2 separate regions of the Gossypium arboreum genome follow, and region 2 is linked to region 1. A link is a contact called in public Hi-C data. All regions are on one chromosome and are shown on one strand. The core of a region is the stretch at or near the end of the contact, and the rest is flanking DNA. Distances in the headings are between cores, read along the strand shown. Region 1 has its middle 14 kb from the start of LOC128294622. Region 2 holds the start of LOC108484335 (protein NRT1/ PTR FAMILY 6.2-like).

What was found. Hi-C and Micro-C count contacts between places; a contact is called where the count stands out from the background.
Region 2: a Hi-C map of leaf shows a contact between it and region 1, with 2.7 times the contacts expected there. The contact joins the promoter of LOC108484335 here to the enhancer-like site in region 1. A contact is called at or near these places in 2 of 5 Hi-C or Micro-C datasets (both in leaf).

Annotation. Positions count from the first base shown.
Region 1 is chr6:132,551,973-132,557,592 of ASM2569848v2, forward strand. No RefSeq gene overlaps it. Among protein-coding and RNA genes, the nearest start is that of LOC128294622, 14 kb to the right of the region's middle. Within about 2 kb of position 3,084, at least 1 of the 2 cell types and tissues checked has an H3K27ac peak or open chromatin away from gene starts, as enhancers often do. A contact at or near this core is called in leaf, where this site is marked.
Region 2 is chr6:132,593,597-132,599,216 of ASM2569848v2, forward strand. It overlaps LOC108484335 (protein NRT1/ PTR FAMILY 6.2-like), which reads left to right and starts at 2,632. Exons shown (of 6, transcript XM_017788084.2): 1 at 2,632-2,809; 2 at 2,936-3,038; 3 at 4,557-4,774; 4 at 4,872-5,413; 5 at 5,521-5,620. The coding sequence starts at 2,807.

The sequences.
Region 1 (5,620 bases), core at 1,834-4,333:
CATAAGCCAAACAATGTATATTTACATTAGTCACTCTAAATAAGGGTTATTTTAATTTTGTCATTTCATTTTTTTTGTATAAATGCACCGTCAAGTTGATATTTTTTGTATAAATTATCTTTGCTCATAATTTTTTTATCCTTTTTTAAAAGAATTTTTTCACGTAAAATATTTGTGTTCGATGTTTACTTTTTCTTTATTATTTTACTTGTCTCAACATATAATAATATTTTTTGATATAAATAAATATAATAATAACAACAACAATAAGTGCTTATATAAAATAGGAACTCATGAGCGGCTGCATTTGACACGGCTTTGAGGAACCAATCCCATTAATAACAACAACATGAGTCCCCTATCTTTATGTATATGATTATTATATACGCAAAAGATGATCCTAGAATCCATTAACTTTAAGGAGCAAATCTTATTAAAAAAAACTCTGACCCAAAGGTGTTCTACAAAGTGAAAAAGTGGAAGCTTTTAATTAACATTAAATGAGTTTTTGATATTCTTGTTTATTATGCAATACTTCACATTCAGACTAGATATGTAGCACTCTCAAAATGTATTAAATAATGTTTAAAAACTGTTCTTCATCTCTTGTCAATCAAGTTGTTTTGAGTTTTCAACCTTCCGAATTAACTATTCATTGTGAGGTTATTTATTGATAGAGAAAATGTCGCTGTTCATCCGCTTTTTAGTGTTTATATTTATCTTTTTAAGGATTTTTAGAGTCTACTTGAGTATAACAACCTCATATTCTTTTAAAAGGAATAACAAAATGGATCCCATCATGCACATCTCTCACGTACTCCATGATCCATGATGATAACCACCTTTCCATGCCACCACTATTAAGCAAGGGGAATCTCTTATAAATACCTTCCAAAACGATGAGAAGAAGATCTTCTTCCCATTAAACAACCTTGAACACTTATCCCTTGCAATCAGCCTTTTAACCCTCACAACAATCTACCTCGTCCACTTACTTTTTTTCGGTTCTCTATTTGAATCAATCTCTTTTAAACCACTACCATTACTTTTTTGTTTCTCTTCCGTTATTAAAATTTGCATCAACAAATAATAACATGACTCCTTTTTAACTTTATGAATATGATTATTCTAAATGCAAAAGATGCTCGAAAGAATCCATTAAGGAGCAAATCTCATTAAGAAAATCTGACCCGAAGCTGTTCTACAAAGTAAAAAAGTGGAAGTTTTTAATTAACATTAAATGGGATTTGGTATTCTTATTTATTATGCAATACGAGAAGGAAATTGAAGATGATTTGTGGGATAACTTTTACAATTATAACTAAAAATCCAAGCACATACCTCATTTTAGTTTTGTAGAATCTTAACTGCAGCTAATATTTATCTATTCACTTATTATTATCATTTGATTTTAGGTTGGATAAATGGAGGAGGGCATATATAATTATATTTTAGAAAAAACATTATATGTTGGATAGTTTAGTCCATATTTATTAGCAGCAGTGGTTAAAAATTCGTTAAATATCTGATAAGCATATTGTATTGATTAAAAAAAAAAAAAAACTACACTTGTGATATTTATTTTCATGAAATGGTGAACCACTCCACTTACGGCCAATTAACATTAAATTGGGTGTTTCACATATCCTTTTAATTAATTTCTAAATACAATCTTTTGGGTTTATTTTACCTTTTTGGAAATGTTGGAAAGCAAAGGAATGGTGAACATCAGTAGGCATTTGTCAAATGATGATATGCTAATTTCAGTGGTTTGCAAGTTGCGAGGAAGATTAGAGGTGGAGGAGCATTCTGATCTCAATTAAGCAAGGGTGTGAAACAACATGGTGGTGTAATCAAATGAGACATGAACAGCAATTGATACTTGTCAAATGATGATATCCTAATTTCAGTGTTTAGCAAGTTGAGAGGGAGATTAGAGGTGGACAAGCATTTTGATCTCAAGCGAGGTTCTGCCATTTTGGATAACAACATGGTGCAAGATGGAGAAGTTTGTGGCTCTGATTGGCCCATACAAGATCTACATGCGTATAAAACTAATGCTCGACATCTACAATACAGCTGATACCGCACGCCACTATCACCAACAAATAATTACTACCCACTAATTTTATATGGATCATGTGATTGGAAATGCAGCTCAAAAAATGTATTATATTCTGGATCTGGAGGGATATTGCATGCAAGCAACGGACCAAAAGGAAGTGAAGAAAATAAAAGAAAATTGCAACTTGATGGAGGTTAGCTTGCCGCTGTTGATGAGAAAAATTCCAATATGGATGACATGACTCAAAAGAATATTCCTTCAAACCTTTTACAACAGAAGACTGAAATCAATTTAAAATAGCCGTCAGAATGCATGTTTTGTTTTTAACCACAATGAACATGTTTTTAACCAAAAGTGCCACTCCTCGCTCCTATTAGACAGAGTATAATAGAGTTTCGTGTATTAAAAGTTAGATTATATTTTATCTTTTTACTTAAAAATGAGTCAATTAGTTTATGTACATTAAATCAAAGAGCAAATATGTCATTTTGTTAAAAATTCTATCAATTTATGCTTTTGAAAATTGGTCTCTGTATGTCAGTATTGAGGTACACATGACACGTCACATATTAATATCTAGTTATTCTGTCAATCACGCCAGTTTTTAACAGTATAAATAGATAAAATTTTTAACAGAAAGGACTAATTTACATTTTAATCTAATGTACAAGAACTAATTTACTAATTTTTTAAGTAGAGAAGGCAAAATATAATTTGACTTTTAATATAATGACCTTCATAGTACTTTTGCTTTCCATAGTTGATATGCTTATATACTTGCCTTCCAATAAACTTCTTTTTAATAAATTAAACATGTTATAAATTTTGGATTCAAATCTTAAACTGATTAGATATCAAACATTAAACTAAGCTGAGATTATTATTTAATACAATTTAAATTAATTATATATGAAGATGGATGTGAGTTCAAACATGCATTAAATAGAATATTGATAGTGGAAGGGAAGAGGGTGAAAAGAGAGGAAAGGGCCCATGGGAGGTAGGAAGGGATTTTCATTTGTTTGATGAAGCAAGTGGGATGCAATGGCCGGTGGGTTTGGTTTGAATCAGTTTTCCAGTGGTGTCAGTGTTGCATTTTTAATAAGTGTGAAGTCAAAAACCCTGTGGCACGTGCAGGTCACATGGAGGAAATGAGAAATGCTGGGTACTACAGGTTATTCATTTTCTTTTGATGTTGTTGTGTATAGGAGTTGTCCAAGGTTTTTGAGTTGATAGTCAACTTTCTTGACCCTACTGAACAATCATTATTATTCTTGTCAACTTCACTTTGTTTATGAAATTCCCAATATATAATGTCTTTTATATAGTGGTAGGTCTAAATAGAATAGTTTTGTTGTTGATATAGAGGGATCTTTTTCTCAATAGATTCAACTTTCATAATTAGAACCCAGATATGAAATAAAAGTAAAATAAGTGGTATTTGTTTAACCTGTTCAATCCCATTCAATTAAGGTATCTGCAAAATTATTCCTATATAAATGTTCACAAAATTTGAATGATTATATTTCACTTTTATGTTCCAAAAAAGGATAAAATAATATTTTAAGTTATCAACTTGAACATTTAAAAAAAATAAAATTGGCTTAACATGGCAGTTTACGTGGTGGTTTTAGCATGTTTTATTGTTGACATATTATTCATTCGTCTTATATGTAATGTTAGTAAATATATTTAATTTTATTAAAAATTAAATATTATAATAAAAATTTATTAAAAAATTAAAATCTTCGTATTTTAAAATTAAAGTACATTAAAAATATAAAAAATCTACAAATTTCAACAATTGTTAAAAATACAAATTTTAAAAAAAAGTTAAAACCTCTTCAAAATTTTCAATGCTTCTATGATAAACAAGTTGCAGTGTTGTTTGAATTGGACCGGACAGGATTGATTGGTCGAAACGGGAACTACCGAGATACCAGTTTGGAGATTTACTTTAAACCGGTTAGATTGAGAATCGGTACGAACTGGTTGAACTGGTGTTTTTGAAATTTTTTTGAATTTTCAATATTTTTTAGTTGGATTGGTCGGACCAACAAATCGTTGGCCTAACTGATTTGACCATTAGTTTGGTTTTAAAAAAACATTGAGAAGTTGGCCTGCTTCCTAATTAAAATCTGCCTTTTTTTATATGAAAAATCACTATTAAAATGTAAATATAAGTATATGTTTGATCAACTACAATGTGGAATTAAACCAATACAAAGCATAGTGGAAGGAGTATCGAAAAGAATTGAACAAAACCTACATATAGTATACGTACATGATGGAACCAAGACCCACATATCACAATTGTACATGATGAGACTCATATCTAAATATTCAATGATTTAAGACCTTTTCCTTAACCAATAAGCCAAGGCTTCATTGGTGATATTAAATCTTTCATTTAATCTTTGTTTTCTGAAGCTTTATTTTTTTTTTCAATTTAGCAACATTGGTTTAGTTTCTAATATAGAAGCCCAATGAATCAAAACAAAAAGGATTTTTGTTCTTCTGATTGCGCACGTGGTATTATGAGAACCAACTAGAGAAACCTTTCAAGCAACCCTCACCTTGTCTTGTCCAAAGGTCCACTTAGTGATCAACTATCCGCGTGCTTCATATCCCCTCATAGGTGGTCCGTCTGTCCTTAACCACATTATCAAATCCTTTGTTAAGCCATTTATTACTAACAAGTGCATTCTCCTCAAGATGACCACTTGGGAACTATCACCCACCTATAAATACCCCCAAAGCACAACATAAAGGAGGGCTCTCTCCTTTCCTTCCAACATCCTCTCATTTCTATTCTCTTCTCTACTACTTATTTTTTTCGGCTCTCGGCCCTGACATAGGTGAACCAACCTCCCTCCTCACTAGCCCCTCCTCTTTCTCCAACCTCATTCCGATTGAGACACATGGCAGCACGAGAATCAACTAGAGAAACCTGCAAACGACCCTCACCTTGTATTGTTCGGATGATCACTTATTGATCAACTACTCGCATGCCTTGTACTCCTTCATGGGTGGTCTATCTGTCCTTAGCTATGCGGTTGGATCCTTTGTTAAGCCAACCATTACTAATGAGTGTACTCTTTTCAAGAGGACCACCTATAAACAAAGAAATCCCAAATTTTTGTAATAAACTTGAAGAACTTGTAGACTTACCGATTGGGATTAAACCCATAAGGTGTAATTGGATCTACAAGAAGAAGAGATATGCAGAAGGGAAAGTGAAAACATATAAAGCTAGACTTGTGGGGAAAGGCTACACACAGAAAGAAGGCATCGATTACGATGAGACCTTCTCTCCGGTAGCCATGCTTAAATCTATTCGCATACTCTTATCCATTTTCGCTGCTTTCGATTACATATCTGGCAAATGGATGTTAAGATAACATTCTTGAATGGATATCTTTATGAGATCATTTACTTGGCTCAACCATTGGCTATGTTGTCAAAGGAAAGGAGCAGAAAGTTTGCAAACTGCTAAGATCCATTTATGGGCTTAAGCAGGCATCCCGTTCATAGAATAAAATATTTGATCAAACG
Region 2 (5,620 bases), core at 1,382-3,881, 41 kb after region 1:
CAAGACAAATTTAGATTATCAAATTAATATAACTTGGTGACCAGACAAGTAAATTAAATAAGCACAAGAATGAATAAATAATTAACAAAGATCGAAACGGTTAAAGAGAAAAATAAATAAATTAACTAAAAATAGGACCCATTATCATTCCAAGAAAATAGAGTTTAGTTCATGTTGATTTGAGAAAACATAACAAGAAGAATTTTAGAACAAACTTGCATTGAGAAAAAGTAAAAAGAAATAATCTAGAGACAAAAATAATTATCAAACTGATGTCGAATACTCCAGATCTATTTTTCTTCTCGTATTTGCATGCTTGAAATTTCTCTTGGTGTGAGAGAATTGTTTCTTAGCCTCCAAGTTGGTTATTTCAGTCTTCTTCTTCTTTTATTATTATCTCTTTTCCTCTTAAATTAGGTCACCCCTTATTTTTAGGGTTTTAATCGTTCCATTCACCGGATGCAGAATTGTGGTGGAGTGGACTAGTTGCTATTTGGAAATTCTCAATTGAAGATTACGCTCCATCACACTAAAGTCCATGCTGCAAGCCTTCCATTTTTTATTCGAAACCTACAATTTAAAGAGGAAAATGACAAGTAAATCCGAACTAACTCTAAAATTAATAAAAATAAACAAAACATAATTAAGCTAAAAAACAATAAAATGTAACAAAACTAAGTGATAACATTACCTCCAAATTAAATATTATGAAAACTATACTAATATAACTCTAAATATGAGAGTTATGTACACTTCTAGTGAACTCTTTCAAGAACTCAAAACTTTTCCTACGGAAGGTTCCGATTAACTCTCAAAAGAGTGAATCAAGCTCTTGAATTGCACGGCTAGAAGTTCCTAATTGAACATTAATGTGCACTCTCAAATTCTCATTTCTAATGAGGATGAAGATCCCTTAAATAACGTCTTCGATGCAATTCCATATGATGACGAAGTCATCCTATTGATAATAGGAATTGTGTTGCCTAAAAGTATCCTTGGATCACATCCTTAATCGTCAGAATCAACTTGATTGGTATCTCATATAAAAGGAAAGAACACATCCGAAATATATGGACTCTGTAAATCTAGTTTCCTATTACAAATAAAGCTTGTTGGATTTCTATTGGTGATCTCTCTAAACTTGTTTTGGGTGTTGATTGTGGGAATATGGTTCTGATTGTATTTGTGGGTTTTTCCCATGTTAGGTTTTGTTAACAAACATGGCAATTGACTGCTTATTTTGTTATTAATAAAAGTTTTATTCTACGGGAAAAAAAAACAACAAATAAAGGTTATATTTGCGGCCATTAACATAAGAGCTAAATAATCCATAAGAGAAGAACAATTCAACATTATCAACTTTTACACACTTGTTGTTACCCGTAATGTTGTTCAAATGATTGGAGTACTCATGTTCCTCATGTTCTCTTTTTAAGTACGATAAAAAGGTAGACTGCTGTTGGATTGAAAATATCCAGACAATTGCGTGTGATTTCAGGAGACTCTTTGTTTGATTGCTGCTATACAAGTTTCTGCTATATATATGTATGATATATCAGGTGATGAGAAAGGACTTTTCTTTGGTTAATATGCTAGGGCTTTGGTAAGGAAATTTCTAGGGTGTAACATAATCAAGATATTGTTGTATCTTTTTCAAGTTTGAGTTGTTGATATCATTTTTAAAGTTTGAATCTGAGTTTACTTCATAGCAATATAATATATTTTATCATTATCATTATACGTAACATTTGTTAATTTTTGATAAAGATATAAACCTCAGAACTGTGGCTTACCAGTGCCTCTCTAGAGTTCTAATCCGTTTTAGGGTCTAACATATAGACCTCACAACTGTAACTTTTCATGATTGAAACATTCCTGATCTTCTCACAATAAAGAAAGTCGGCAATACCCTTTACTTTCACCAAAATTGACAGTTGAAAAGCATAAAGAACTACCACTTTGCGGTGTATGATAGATATAATCCTTTATGCACCTTTGCAACATTCTTTTCATGTCAAAAAAAGGTCACATATCGCAATTCATTTCAGTGTTAAATCCTTTAACCCCACTCTCTTTTGGCTCTTTTTCAGGAAAACCTTTGCTTTCTCTTTTTTTGGATCGGTTGTAATAATATTAATGTTTTCAACTCAATAGTTTCCTAAATCAGCTATGGTATATACGTAGAAATTTAAGCTTGCCTTTAGTAAAATACAATACATTAAATTGGATGTGTGGTATGGGGATGTGGGGCATCAAAGGCACTAAAAAAGCGTAGGCCAGGGTGCTGTTGTTCAAAACGTTCACTACCACATAGAATAGGTGAGATGATTGAAGGTGTGATTTTGCATGTTGCAGATTCCATTTTTCCTCTTTAACCCTCTTCAATCACCATCACCTTTTTACAATTTTCCTTATATTTTCTCAAAAAATATCTGCTAATAACAAAAAGAAAAAGCTATGTTTTTAATCAGTGCCAGAACCTTCCACCACACAAAAAAAATGCGATAAACCTAATCCCTTAACATAGAAATATAATAATATATATCTATAAAATAAGACTAGTAATCTGTCTTATTTACTTAGTGGAGAGCCACTTTTTAGTTTTTTAACTTCAACATTGTTTGTTACACTTGTAATCTTCTTGCCTATAAAAAGGGAAGCTAATTTCCAAGACTTCCAAGTTGCGAATTTAAGCAACCAAAGAAAGACAAGGGCATTTATTACAACCTTACTCTCCTTTTCCTGTCTTTCTTTTTCAGTATTGTGGTGCTCCTTCCTTTCTTTAACAGCTACAATATTCAGAAACATGGTGGGTTTTTGGTTTCCATGCACACTATATATGAACAATGGCTGACAACCCATTTTCCTTCTTTGTTTTGTGAACATGATCATTTGGTTCAATGCTTCTAAAATATTTTGTTGATGGGCTGATCAGGAAGGGAAGATGAGTTGGACGGTGGCGGATGAGGTGGACTACAAGGGTTTCCCGGCTGACAGATCCAAAACTGGTGGTTGGATGCCAGCTGCACTCATTCTAGGTTTGCTCCTTATTTACACCATCCGCCATTGAATTTTGTTTCACCATCATTATTTGAGCTGGTTTGAGATGAACTTAAGACAGCTTTACACATTTTGGCTTACCACTATTTTGCTGGACAAGCATTCAGCATTCCATGTGACATCATATTATCATATAGAATCTCTGTTACTAGTGTTGGATACATAAATACGTCCAACACAAGTATGTTTATAGCTTATATTTAGATATTCATTAAATATTAGTGTTACAAATGAGTATTTCAAGAAAAAAGTAAAAATAAATTGAGAGTAAATATTGCTGGTGAATGTGTGAAACGGGATGGTGATATTCCATCAAAGCAACAGGCGGTTAGTTCATGCAAAGGTGTTGGGGCTCTTAAGTCTATATATATATATATTTGGTACAATAAGTCTAAAATTTTTTAACTGGAGAATTAAGCACAAAAATTTACTAGCAAATTCAGCACTAATACATGAAAGCCTTTGACAAGTAAGAGAAAAACTTAATGCTAGTCCTCAAAACATGGGAAAACAAATTAGACACCTGGCTCTATCAGACACTTACCAAAATTTGAGTTACACAGATGGGACCCATCAGAGCTGCAATTCATAAATACTTACAATGAGGATAAAATTCATGTCATTTTCTGTTTGGATTATGGGATAAGGAAGATATTCTATATATCTAGTCCCAATCATGCAGGAAAGTAATGACTGAGGGCAATGTCTTCGACCCAAATTTACTTTTTGTTGGGTTTTGTGAATTTAATCTTCACTTTTAGATTTTTGAAATTTTAGACTTCTTCATACTAATTCATTAATTAAGTTATATTATTTTTAAAAATTAATGCGATAATATTATTTTACATGTAATGTCTTATTAACTTGTTATATTCATATGTTACTTACAAGAAAAATAATTAATATATTTAATGACGGTCACTTACTATAATAAGATTGAAATTTTGAAATTCTAAAATATAGAAATTGAAAATAATTCACTTGATGAACATGGACTGAATCTATAACTTTATGCATAATATAGTATTAATAGCAAATCAAACAGATTTAATTATTACTGTTTGGTCAAGACTAAAATTTCAAAAATTGAAAAAATATAATGACTAAAATTGATCAATTTGAAAAATGTAAGGACTAAAATTGATCAAATTATGGTACATATATTAAATCTACAACTTATGCAAAGCACAAGGACTAATAGCAGAATTTCACCATTTACTTTCCACCATAATTCTTTATGTTATTAAATAACTCCACTTTTATAGCATTATTATATAGGTTTCACTTTCTGCTGACAATTAACGTCCCTTTAAGAAAGAAAGAAAAAGGTTCACTCACCTTTTTGATTATTTAATGTAATTGAAGTACTTAATAAATCTCTGCTTCTTAGTCATCAAATTACAATCATCGACTTCCCCCACTAGAAAAAAAAAAGCTGATAATAAAATAATTTGTGAAACATGTAATAATGCTGATTTGTTGAAACCATTTCATAGGGATTGAGATCTGTGAGAGGTTGTCAACAATGGGGATTGCAGTTAACCTTGTGACATACTTGGGAGGAACACTGCATTTGCCAAGTTCAACTTCAGCCAACGTAGTCACAGATTTCATGGGCACATCTTTTCTCTTGTGTTTGCTTGGTGGCTTTCTTGCTGATACATTCCTCGGCAGATACAAGACAATTGCCATATTTTCTATCATACAAACACTTGTGAGTGTTAAAGAAAGCAACAAAGAAAAGAAAATTTTCATTTCAATCTTTAATTGATCAGTTTTTGACTGTGATTATGATGTATATGGTGATGTAGGGGACTGGCACATTAGCATTGGCTACAAAGCTGCCACAGCTTCGCCCACCACCATGCCATGGATCCCATACATGCAAACAAGCCAATGGATTTCAGATGGGGATTTTATACATCGCTCTATATCTCATTGCACTAGGCACAGGTGGCCTGAAATCCAGTGTCTCAGGATTTGGAACTGATCAGTTCGATGAAAAAGATGAAAAGGAGAAAGCCCAAATGGCTTATTTTTTCAACAGGTTCTTCTTTTTCATCAGTACTGGAACCTTGATGGCGGTCACAGTGCTTGTTTACATACAAGATGAAGTTGGTCGAAGCTGGGCTTATGGGATCTGCTCAGTCTCCATGTTTGTAGCCGTTTTGATATTTTTATCAGGGACCAAAAGATACAGATACAAGAAAAGCTTGGGAAGTCCAATAGTTCAGATTTTCCAAGTTATTGTAGCCGCAATAAATAAGAGGAAGATGGAACTACCTTACAATGTCGAACTATTATACGAAGATACTCCTGAAACTTCAAGAATTCATCATACAGATCGGTTTCGGTGGGTTTTCCAATCTACTCAGTCTTCTGTATACATAACTTAATCATTTATTTCTTTGCTTTTGACGTTTTTTCCCCCTTGTTTCGTTCATATATGCTAAATCCTAGGTTCTTGGACAAGGCCGCCATTGTTGGGGAAGGTGATCTTGAGAGAAACGTTGGGCCTGCTGCTGCTCCAAATCCTTGGAAACTTTGCCCAGTCACAAGG